Regions from separate parts of the Mus musculus genome. Here region 2 is linked to region 1. Evidence: chromatin contacts called from public HiChIP or PLAC-seq data. All regions are on one chromosome and are shown on one strand. Each heading gives the region's core, a stretch centred on a gene start, on an enhancer-like site or on the middle of the called end of the contact. The rest is flanking DNA. Distances are from core to core; before and after follow the strand shown.

Region 1 (5,485 bases), core at 292-2,791:
GAATAAAGTTTCAGAAGGAACTTACGACAGCTTGTGAAAGCTCAATGAATGTTAGTTGCAGTGACTAAAACAGTATAGCCAGGTGTGGTGTGAACAGCCACATTTTTTGGCGCTCAGGAGGCAGAGACAGGAGGATGGCTGCCACTTTGGCCACATCCTGGTCTATCTACATAGCAATCCCTGGGCCATCTAGGGCTATATCTGGATACCTTGTCTCAATCTCAACCAAGAGTAAACTTTTTTTTGGTGGTTTTTCGAGACAGGGGTTCTCTTTGTAGCCCTGGCTGTCCTGGAACTCACTTTGTAGACCAGGCTGGCCTCAAACTCAGAAATCCGCCTGCCTTTGCCTCCAGAGTGCTGGGATTAAAGGCTTGCGCCACCACGCTGGGCTCCAAGAGTAAACTTAAAAGACCTGGGGACTGGAGAGATGGCTCCCTGCTAAGTGCTGCTCTAGAGGGCTTAGGTGCAGTGCTCAGCACCCACACCAAGTGGCTCACAACTACTTGTAACTCCAGTGCCAAAGAATCTGACAGCTTCTGGTCTCTGTGGGCACATGACATTCACACTCACATAGGAATGCACAGATAAATAAAAACACTCCGTCTTTGGGGGGCGGTGCGTCTGAGTGGAGTACTTACCTCATTTGCTTGATGTAATTAATTCCTACTCCCGCCAAACTTACCAAGAAAGCAAAACCACACGAAATAGCGAGAATTAAAGACATTGGCTCTCATTTCCATTGCTCCCTTTTCAAAAGGCAGTTAAGTATATTGAGTCATGTACTAATGATCAATAGACATTTAAATTTCCTAAAGGGGGCTTTAAGCAAAGTATGTTGGTTAGGTTTGCTGTGGTTGTTCGGCGTTTTGACCTCAGCAGTTTGTCAGAATGGTGCATTGGGAAATGAGATCCTGCACTGAGCCATTGTCATGCATGGAAACAGGATTCAGCCCTTGCCCCAGTTTTGTAGCTTTGGTCAGATGGTATCTGAGTATCTCCTGGATACAGTGAAGAGTGGAAGGAGCCTCCATCTGTGTTTAATGGAGTGGCCCAAGGCTTGGCGAGCACTTTATCACGGAGGCCTTATGTATTTAGCAGCTTAATAACTGCAGATATTTTTCTTGAAACTGGAAGCATTAAAGGTTAGATTTCTTGGGTCTTTTTTTTTTTTTGTGGTTTTTCGAGACAGCGTTTCTCTGTATAGCCCTGGCTGTCATGGAACTCACTTTGTAGACCAGGCTGGCCTCGAACTCAGAAGAGACAAGGTCTCTTAATGTAACCCTGTCTTGGTAGTCCCCATGTAGACAGGGTTGGTCTCAAGGTCCTATATTTGCTTGCCTCTGGCTCTGGAGAGTTCGGAGTAAAGGCGAATGCCACCATCTACCTTCTGGAAGAGTGAGCCCCGCCTCTGAGCGTGTAAGCCCCGCCCCGCGCAGTTGCCCCGCCCCCTATGCCTCTGAGCTCCCGCCGCCCCGCCCCTCATCCCTTGCGCCTGTGCCGCCGCGCGCGTCCCCGCCCCTCGCCGTGCGCTCTCGCCACGGGGATCCCGGAGGGTGGCGTGCGGTCTGGGTTCTGCTCCGCGGGATCCTGCGGCGCCGCACGGGCGGGTGGGAACGCGGCGGAACTCCTGGCGCTGAGTTAGGGGCGACAGAGAGCCATGGCGGCCACTGTGGCTACGGCAGCCGGTGCCCGCGCCGCGGCGAGGTGAGAGGACGCCTCTTTTCCACAACTGAGGAGGCCACGGCTGCCCGTCTGCCTGCATTCCACGCGGGCCCGGGCTGCAGCATGGCCGGGATCATTAAGAAGCAGATCTTGAAGCATCTGTCCCGGTGAGAGCGCCACCCCGCGTACTCGGTCCTTTTCCGAGCCCTCCGACCTCCCTCCGGCCGCTCTGGGCGAGCGGCTCCCTGCAGGCGCGATTCAACTCTTGCGGGCCGTTGTCGGCGCTGCATTACTCCCTCGCCCGGGCCACCTTCCTCCCCACCCCCGTCGCCGCCTCCTTCCTCGGCGCGGGTCACCCAGCCCTTTCCTGGCCGTACCTTCCAGACCCGCACGGAACCTGGCAGGCCAGCCCTGGAGGCCTCTTCCCGCCTGCCGAGCCGCCCAGCGCCGGTTCATTTCTGGCTTTGCCGCTCCGTGCTGGATTACCCAGGTCCCCTTCGATTGCAGCGCCGACGCCGGCTTTCTCCTTCTGTGAGGCGAGCTCCTCCTCTTCTGTCTGACCCTGTTGCATCACTCTTGAAAAGATATAAACCCTTCACCCGAGGCTGGTCGTCCTTTCGGACCTCCCTCCTTTCTGGGTCCGCTTTCTTCTCCGTACACAGACGGATTGGAGAAAGGTCAGCGGAGGTGGGGGATAAAGTTTCAGCAGCCTTCCCTTTAAGATGCCATGGAGGTTTGTTTGACAGCCAGTGTCCACTTGTGCTTTGTGGCCTCCTGTTAAGCTGTCCTGTCGCTCTGTATTTGGGGCATGACGGGTTAGCTGGCAAGACACTTTTCAGCTATATCTGAAGGACTCCTGGTCTCTGCGTGATGATGCAGCTTGTTAGAATGGGTGGCTGCGAAAATTGGGAGCTAGCTTTGCAGTTGGTTTTCGCTGCTTATTCTAGCTTGGTGATGGTTGTTAATTTAGGTTGTCTCAGAGGCTCTAGTGATCCAGAGTTTGGCAGCACAGTGACTAGTGGTTTTCAAGAGGTGTGTGTGAGTGTTGCCAGTCAACATGGAACACCAGGGCTTGTGTGAGCCTCTGTCCCTGACGTGGTGTCCCCCGTTGCCTGGCTGACATTGGCTTATGTGATCTTAGACATTTATTAGCTAGATTCAGATACCTTGTTTGATTAACTGTTATGTGCATGACTGAAGGGCCGGCTCCTGGAGTCTGGGCACTTCCTCTTCAACGTTTATCTCTTTCAAACTAGATAGTAGTAGTAGATACGTCAAAGACTATCTAGGCTGCTGTGGTGCACACACCCCCGAGGTCCTAGCATTTGGAGGCTGAGGTAGGAGGAGTGGGGTTTTAAGGCCAGCCTACAGTAGAGTTCCCAGCCAACTTGGACCATGTGGTGAGACAGTGATAAATTAGAAGACTCCATGTGTTTTTATATTGAAAGATTTATTTAAGAGCCTCACAGAGCGCCCAGTAGGACACCGGGCATTTTGGGGGTTACAACTTGTGTGGCTAATTGTTCTTATTGGGTATGTGTGTGTTGTTTTGTGTGCGTTCAGAGAGGTGCAGAAGTGCCACAGTGTGCTAGTGGAGGTTGCAGGGCAACTCTGGGGAGTCATTGTCTAGTTCCACTTTCACAATGTGTTCTGGGGATCAAACCCAGGTCATCAGACTTGTGAGGCAAACACTTTGCCCTGTTGAGCCTTTCTGCTGACCTTTTCTTTGTCTCTTGCTGTCTGTCTGTCTGTCTGTCTGTCTGTCTGTCTGTCGGTCGGTCCTTCTGTCTCTCTCTTGAGGCAGTGCCTCCCTTACTTTGTAGCTGGAGTTACTGTGCTTCCTGCCTTAGCCTCCTGAGTGCTGGAGTGGTTGGCAGTGGACACCATGCCTGGCTTTAGGCAATTTTTCTATAGCAGTTTGTGTGGGGGTGACGAGGGCACACATCTGAATGTCTCTCAGAGCGTCCTGGAATAAGTGAAGGACCCTTGCTGTAGTCCGATGCCTCCCTCTACTCCCACTCTCCTCCTCTTTTTTTTTTCTTTCCATCCCTCCCTCCTTCCCCCCTTCCTTCCTTTTGAGACAAGGTCTCAGTATGTGTAGTCTTGGTGTCCTGAAACTTGTATCTAGACCAGGCTGGTCTCAAAGTCCCGGAGATTCTCCAGCCTCTGCCCCCTAAGTGCTGGGGTTAAAGGCGTATGACTGGCGTCTACCCCGCTCTTGACGGAGGAAGCAAGCTTAGCAAAGCTAAGTGACTTTTCCAGAAGATAAAGGCACAGACAGAACCAGCTTCCTTACTCTGGAGCTTCCCCTGTGTGCCCTGTACCTCCAGTGAGCATACAATGGTAATGAGACACCCTGGAGCCTTTGTTTTTGTTTTTTGTTTTTGTTTTTTAAGACAGGGTGTCATGTAACCTGAGCTGGCAACAAACTGTCTTCCCTGACACATTCGGTGATTCCTGGGAGCAGAAAGCCTGTTTGCTTTAAGTAAAGTAGGGACAGTGTGTCTGATGTGGAGGGCCATTTCTGATTTCCTAGGGGCTGGGAGGAGGAAGAGTTGTGTTTTGGCAGCAACTTCAGCCCCCTGCAGAGGAGTAGGACCTGGATCTGGTTGGCCCAAATTCCCAGGGCCTTTGTTTACCTCAGACTCACTCCTTGGTCCTGTGAGACTTTGATATGCATTGTACTCTCCACCACAGCTAGGGAGGTGGCTTGTGGAACCTGATAGGGAGGTCTGTAGAGTTCCTGCTGTTAACTGTGGTGTGGCAGGTGTCTGACAGCGCAGTGTGACTCCAGGGACAGTAGCCTACAGCAGAGAGGACAGGCCAGTGACAACAAATTGCGTTCCAGTGAGTTTATTAATTTCAGCTATTTCTTTTGATTGCATTCCCTAGCTAGGTACTGGCCAAGATGCTGGGGAGGCTGCTGGAATTTTTAGATGACCATTGTCCAATGTGAATTGCTTTAACGCCCCATTGAATGCTCATTGAAGTGGACCCGTGAAAAGAGTTCTACTTACCAACATGAAATAGTTATTTATTTAGAAAATTGTGGGAATTAGTTGGGAGTAGTGGTGTACACCTGTAATCCCAGCATTTGGGAGACTGAGGCAGGAAGGCCTTGAATTTGAGGCCTATGTGAGCCATTTATTGAGACCCTGTTTCATAAACAAATGCTAAAATAGACTTTTCACTGAATTTGTTTTTTCCTGTTGTTCTCTCTTCTTGAGAACCCACCTGGCTCAGCCTTTGGAGTACTGGTCATGCTGGTGTAACCCCACCATGCCTGGGGTTTCCTGCTTTAGACCACTTCAGCTAGTGACCTGGGATTAGACAAGTAAGAGGGTATACGGTAGGATGTGCAATCGGCCAGGGCACTCCGTAAATGGAAAGGATGTGGGGCTTTGGAGCCACTCCGACAAAGCAGATCTGTCTGGCCCCGCTGTTCTTGATCAGGGAGGATGTCCCCAACTATGCTGTTGTTGGCTGTAAGTGATGAGAAGAGTAATGGGAGCTGGCAAGAATGTTTCTGAGGAGTAGGGATGCGGTCGGTGTTCGTTATAGGGTCTGGCATTGAAGGAGTGCTTAATAAAAAGTAGGTGTAGCCGGGCGGTGGTGGTGTACGCCTTTGGTGCCAGAGCTCAGAAGCGGGCTGGTGGATCTGAGTCTGAGGACAGCCAGGACTACACAGAGAAACCCTGTCTCAAAAAGACCAAGTAATAATAATAATAATAATAATAATAATAATAATAATAATAATAGTGATAATAGTTGCAGTAGTAAAGAGTAGTTGTAAGATATGGCTGGAGGAGTTAGGGTCAGGGTC
Region 2 (6,119 bases), core at 3,259-5,758, 320 kb before region 1:
ATTGTCCCAGGAGTGCCATCTTTAGCTCCATCTGTGTCTAGTCAGACACCCCACACACAGCCACTGCCCAGCTGACACCAGCCCTGACTCCACACTGGGAGGAGGCAGGGGGAGCACAAGGTACTGTCACTCCTGTCCCAGGTACCCTGGAGGTCCGTCCTGCTGCTCTTGGTCCTCTCATAGCCCTCTAGGGCCAGGTCACCTGCCCCTGCTGCCCCACCCCACCTACCTTCTCTGTTCTTCAGGACACTGAGCCACTTTCCGCAGGCCCAGGGGAAAGCTGGTCACCATGAAGTGTCCTAATACCCTAGGTTATGTCTTCAGCACTTCTTTCTCTTGAGTGATTCCTAAGTGACAGGAGGAGCCTCATCCGATACCCATGCTAGCTACTCATCCTTGCTGTCCCCACGGTAGGTCACTGAATGGCCCCGCTGTGGACTGTTAGCATGCCCACCTTACAGAAAAGGAAACTGAGGCCCAGGGGAGTTCTTGATCAAAGAACACACAGCTCGGTAGCATCGGAAGCTTCCAGAAAGGACCGGGGACCAGGGCTCACCATCCGGCATAACTTACTTCATTAGAGCCAGTCCTTGCCAGTTCAGCGCTGGGCTCACAAACACTAAGTCAATCGCTGAAGTCGTTCGTCAGTACAGCTCTGAGAGGTGGGTTGGGGCTGGCTGGCACCATCGGTGCTATGACACGGTCCTTCATGAGAAGGTGCACCTCGGCACTGGGACAAGGGATCAAGTCCTCAGCTTCCCTGGGCCTGTTGAGCCCGACCCTGGCAGCCCACTGGTTGATCTGCCTTAAACCTCAAGAAAGAGCTTTCTTTTTTTTTTTGTCTTTTTTTTAGACAGGTCTCAGGTAGCCCAGGCTGGCCTCCAAACCATTATGTAACCAAGGATGACCCTGACCTTCTGATTTTCCTGCCTCCACCTCCCAAGTGCTGGGATTACAGGCCTGCACCTCCCTCCGTTTACAAAGCGCTGGAGGTTGAATCCATGCTTTCTAGGTCAGGGGTCCACTAACTAAGCTCCATCCTCAGCCCCGGGGCAAAGAAATGTAATGCTATATTTGTATTTGCTTAATACAGCCAGCTGTGGTGGTACATGCCTTTAATACAGCCCTGGGGAGGCAGAGGGAGGCAGGTTTTTGTGAGTTCAAGGTCAGCCTGGTGTACAAAGCAAGTTCCAAACCAGCCATGGCTACACAGTGTGACCCTGTTGAAGTGGAAACTTCTGGTTTCTTTGGAAAGTCAGTTGTGTTGGATGCTGTTTTGCCGGGACAGACACATGAAGGAGCGTTTTCCTGAATTGGACACAGGCAAGAGGACGCTTCGCTAAAGCAGACACGTGAAGGAGTGTTTCGTTGAAGCTGGCCCAGGATGTTTCGTTAAAGCAAGCACATGAAAGGACTCGTCATGAGGGACTCTTCACTAATGACACACAGGTTTGGGTTTGCCTTACATTAGGTAGCTGAGCTCCGTTTGTTGTGACTCCACAGAGAGAAATGCACCAAAAAACTTTCTGGTCCTGTTCGGGCAGTTTTTTGCCATTTCCACAGACTCGGGCTGAGACAGACACACGGTGAGGCAAGACTTGTGAAGGAGGCAAGACCCGTGATGTCTGGAGGGAGTATAAATAGGACTCAATGGTCAGTGAACCAGGCTTGCATATCTAGCTTTGCAGCGCTTCTCGGTCTCCAGTCTTTGCTGATCTTCACTTTGGTGAGAGAGGCACGGCAGAGAACTTTTCCTAGGTGCTCAAGGCCAAAGCCTGGCTATTTCTGCTGAGTCATGCCACCATTGCTGATTCATGCTGACACTACTGAACTGAACTTCTTGTAGATTTGGGAAGTATTTGCGAGTGGATCGAGCGGCCACTGCTAACCTGGGTACTGAACTGCTGATCTCCTGACAACGCAGATGGGATTTGCTAAAAAAAAAAAAAAAAAAAAAAAAAAATTTTTTAAACAGGTCCACTTCTCTTGTATCCTAATAACCTTTCTTTTCCACACTTCTGGAGGGTGGTGGGGGAGAAGGGAGGTTAAAGCGTTTAAGAACCATCATTAAAAATAGGGTTGAGGGGGCTGGTGAGATGGCTCAGTGGGTAAGAGCACCCGACTGCTCTTCCGAAGGTCCGAAGTTCAAATCCCAGCAACCACATGGTGGCTCACAACCATCTGTAACATGATCTGACTCCCTCTTCTGGAGTGTCTGAAGACAGCTACAGTGTACTTACATATAATAAATAAATAAATCTTTAAAAAAAGAAAAAAAATAGGGTTGAGAAAGATATAAGACTATATCCTGTCTCAAAAAATTTAATATATGGGAGATGGGCAGTGGTGGCACATGCCTTTAATCCCAGCACTTGGGAGGCAGAGGCAGGTAGATTTCTGATTTGAGGCTAGCCAGGTCTACAGAGTGAGTTCCAGGACAGCCAGGGCTACCCAGTGAGACCCTGTCTCGGGAAAAATTTTTAAAAAATAAAATTTAAAAAAATTTAAAAATATATATATATATATGGTGTGAGTGTGAGATAAGCTGAGTATGGTGGTGCATGACTGTATCCTAATCCAAGAACTCATGAAATACAGCAGGAGAAATAAGGAGAAATACCAGTCTGGAGACTCTAGTGCAAAAATCAAATTATGTATGTGTTTGTACAAACTCTATGTGTGAGAGCCAAAACACAAACACACACACACATACTCACACTAAAATATGTTTATATACCATCACTTCATCATAACATGACCAGGTACAAAAGTCAGGGATGGAGACTCAGCAGTTAAAAGCACCAGCTGGCCGGGCGTGGTGGCGCACGCCTTTAATCCCAGCACTCAGGAGGCAGAGGCAGGCAGATTTCTGAGTTCGAGGCCAGCCTGGTCCACAAAGTGAGTTCCAGGACAGCCAGGGCTACACAGAGAAACCCTGTCTTGAAAAACAAAACAAAACAAAACAAAGCACCAGCTGCTCTTACAGAGGACCCTGGTTTGGTTCCCAGTGTCCATATGGTGGCTCACAACCATCTGTAACTCCAGTTCCAGAGAATTTGATGGCCTCTGCTGCCCTCTGCAGGCACACAGGCATACATACATGCAGGCAAACCACCCATAGTTACAAACTAATTTTAAAAAGAAAGAAAACACAAAGAAGGTCTGACTCCTGCTCTGGTTCCCTTGTGTGGGGGCGGCCTCTCACCTCCCTCGCCTGATGGCAGGGGCTGCTGAGGAGCCTGCCCCCTTGGCACTTCTCAACACACTGAACTCAAGAGTTGCTGGCTGCAGGCAGACTCCGCAGGCCAGAGACCTTCTGGAAGGCGCTGCCTCCGCCTTGCTCATCAGCCTGTCCACAGGAGTCCCTTCTCCCTGCAAGCTGTAATGGGTGGTAGAGAGCCACCTGTGGATGCTTGAGTGGCCTGTGAACCCACAAGGGGCCTCGCTGCCTACCCCACCTACCTCCCCTATGCCTGTGTCTTACAACCAATTTATCCCCAACTAGATTACAAATAAATGAGACTCAGACTATGGTTATTTTATTTGGCTTTGACAATGACTGGGGGTGGATAACCCCTAATCTACTGTTCTAACTGCTGGCCTAGCTATTTCTACAGTGTTGTACATCTCTCATGGTGCCTTCTCCCCTCTCCTCCTCGTTCTCCCTCTTCTCCTCCTCCTCTTTAACCAGGTAACTCAAAACCCATCTAACTCTAACCCCTCCAGAAACTGGCTGTAGCCAGTTTTTATTTAACCAATAGGTTTTTGTTTTGTTTTGGTTTGGTTTGGCTTTGGTTTTTGTTTTTTGGGTTTGTTTTTGTTTTGGGGGGGGGGGGGTTCAAGACAGGGTTTCTCCGGCTGGTGAGATGGTTCAGTGGGTAAGAGCACCGACTGCTCTTCCAAAGGTACTGAGTTCAAATCCCAGCAACCACATGGTGGCTCACAACCACCCATAATGAGATCTGATACCCTCTTCTGGTGTGTTTGAAGACAGCTACAGTGAACTTATACTAATAAATACATCTTTAAAAACAAAAACAAAACAAAACAAAAAGACAGGGTTTCTCTGTATAGCCCTGGCTGTCTGGAACTCACTCTGTAGACCAGGCTGGCCTCGAACTCAGAAATCCGCCTGCCTCTGCCTCCAGAGTGCTGAGATTAAAGGCATGCGCCACCACGCCCAGCTTAACCAATAGTTTTAAATTAAAAACACCGGTTGTACAACAAAAGCTGGTAAATGTGACAATCCACTTGATCCTAGACCTTCGGGTACAGAATTTAGCATTGCAATACATAGCAACAGACCAGACCTCAGCACCTCTGTTCTTCCTCCCCACCTTGTGACCCCAGTCCATCCCAAGAACAGGCGTGGGATCGCTTGTTCAGAACAGGCACTGCAATGCCAGCTATGACCACGAGGTGGCAACAGCGCTCCTTGCTGGGACCAAAGCCAGCAGCATCCCAGGCTGATTCTAACAGACTCAGGAGGGCACCGCAAAGAGGCTGTGGGGGAAGCTGAACCACGCGGTGCCTGCCCCGCTGAGACCCAGGTCCCCCAGACTGTAAGGGACAGGCTGGGACATGCCTGGCAGGTCTTTCTGGGGATAACACCTAATGGATACTTGTTATGGGGCGGTACCTGCTGCCTGTCTGTAGAAGAAACCCAAGTCCATTGGTGCCTTCACAGCCGCCTCAAGTTCACCTTTGACCCTCGGGTCTCCCTACCACTCTACACATCTTCCTGGGAAGAAAATTGGAGTTAGGTACCCAAAGGACAAAGGCATGAGATCGTCACAACTGTAGGCCATAGCAGACTCTAGAAGTACTAGCTGTGTGGCCTGGGACAAACCACTCAGCTTTCCTCCTCCACAGAGAAGCACATAAAGGCGCTGGCTGCCAAGCCCGACGACCCCACATGATGGATGAAGAGAACTGACTCCTGCAACTTGCTCTCCGACCAGCACCGGTGTGTCATGTCAAACACACACACACAAGTAAATATAACTTTAAAAGCATTTTTCAATGCTTTATGTGTATAGATGTTTACCTACATGTATGTCTGTGTACCATGTCATACCTGGTGTCTGGTCAGAAGACGGGTCAGAGCTCAGGGAACTGGACGTTCAGGTTCTCTTCTTCCAAAGGTCCTGCCGGGCAGTGGTGGCGCACACCTTTAATCCCAGCACTCAGGAACAGAGGCAGGCGGATTTCTGAGTTCCAGGACAGCCTGGTCTACAAAGTGAGTTCCAGGACAGCCAGGGCTACATAGAGAAACCCTTTCTTGAACCCCCCCCCAAACAAAACAAAAAACAACAAAAAAACCAAAGGTCCTGAGTTCAAATCCCAGCAACCCCATGGTGGCTCACAACCATCTGTAATGGGATCTGATGCCCTCTTCTGGTGGGTCTGAAGACAGCTGCAGTGTGCTGCAGTGTGCAGCTAATAAATAAATAAATCTTTAAAAAAGAAGAAGGAGGAGGAGGAGGAAGGAGAAGAAGAAGAAGAAGAGGAAGAAGAAGAAGAAGAAGAAGAAGAAGAAGAAGAAGAAGAAGAAGAAGAAGAAGAAGAAGAAGAAGAAGAAGAAGAAGAAGAAGAAGAAAAGGAAGAAGAAGAAGAAGAAAAGGAAGAAGAAGAAGAAGAAGAAGAAGAAGAAGAAGAAGAAGAAGAAGAAAAGGAAGAAGAAGAAGAAGAAGAAGAAGAAGAAGAAGAAGAAGAAGAAGAAGAAGAAGAAGAAGAAGAAAAGGAAGAAGAAGAAGAAGAAAAGGAAGAAGAAGAAGAAGAAGAAGAAGACGAAGAAGAAGAAGACGAAGAAGACGAAGAAGAAGAAGAAGAAGAAGAAGAAGAAGAAGAAGAAGAAGAAGAAGAAGAAGAAGAAGAAGAAGAAGAAGAAGAAGAAGAAGAAAAGGAAGAAGAAGAAGAAGAAGAAGAAGAAGAAGAAGAAGAAGAAGAAGAAGAAGAAGAAGAAGAAGAAGAAGAAGAAGAAAAGAAGAAATATGGTGGTTCATGCCCCTAATTGCAGCACTCGGAACGCAGAGGCAGGGGGATCTCTGGGAGTTGGAGTCCAGCCAGGGCTACCTGGATGCTGTTTCAAAAGAGAAAGGAAACCATAGCAGCCTGGG

The links. HiChIP or PLAC-seq counts read pairs in DNA pulled down with a chosen protein or histone mark.
Region 2: an H3K4me3 HiChIP or PLAC-seq map of bone marrow-derived macrophages shows a contact between it and region 1, with 2.9 times the contacts expected there. The contact joins the enhancer-like site here to the promoter of Uhrf1bp1 in region 1. A contact is called at or near these places in 9 of 115 datasets of contacts at active chromatin or transcription factors (astrocytes, bone marrow-derived macrophages, craniofacial prominence and 6 more).

Annotation. Positions count from the first base shown.
Region 1 is chr17:27,854,966-27,860,450 of GRCm38.p6, forward strand. It overlaps Uhrf1bp1 (UHRF1 (ICBP90) binding protein 1), which reads left to right and starts at 1,542. Exons shown (of 21, transcript NM_001080769.1): 1 at 1,542-1,829. The coding sequence starts at 1,786.
Region 2 is chr17:27,530,478-27,536,596 of GRCm38.p6, forward strand. It overlaps the pseudogene Gm9703. Among named protein-coding and RNA genes, the nearest start is that of Grm4, 20 kb to the left of the region's middle. Within about 2 kb of position 4,509, at least 18 of the 459 cell types and tissues checked have an H3K27ac peak or open chromatin away from gene starts, as enhancers often do. A contact at or near this core is called in bone marrow-derived macrophages and pancreatic cancer cells, where this site is marked.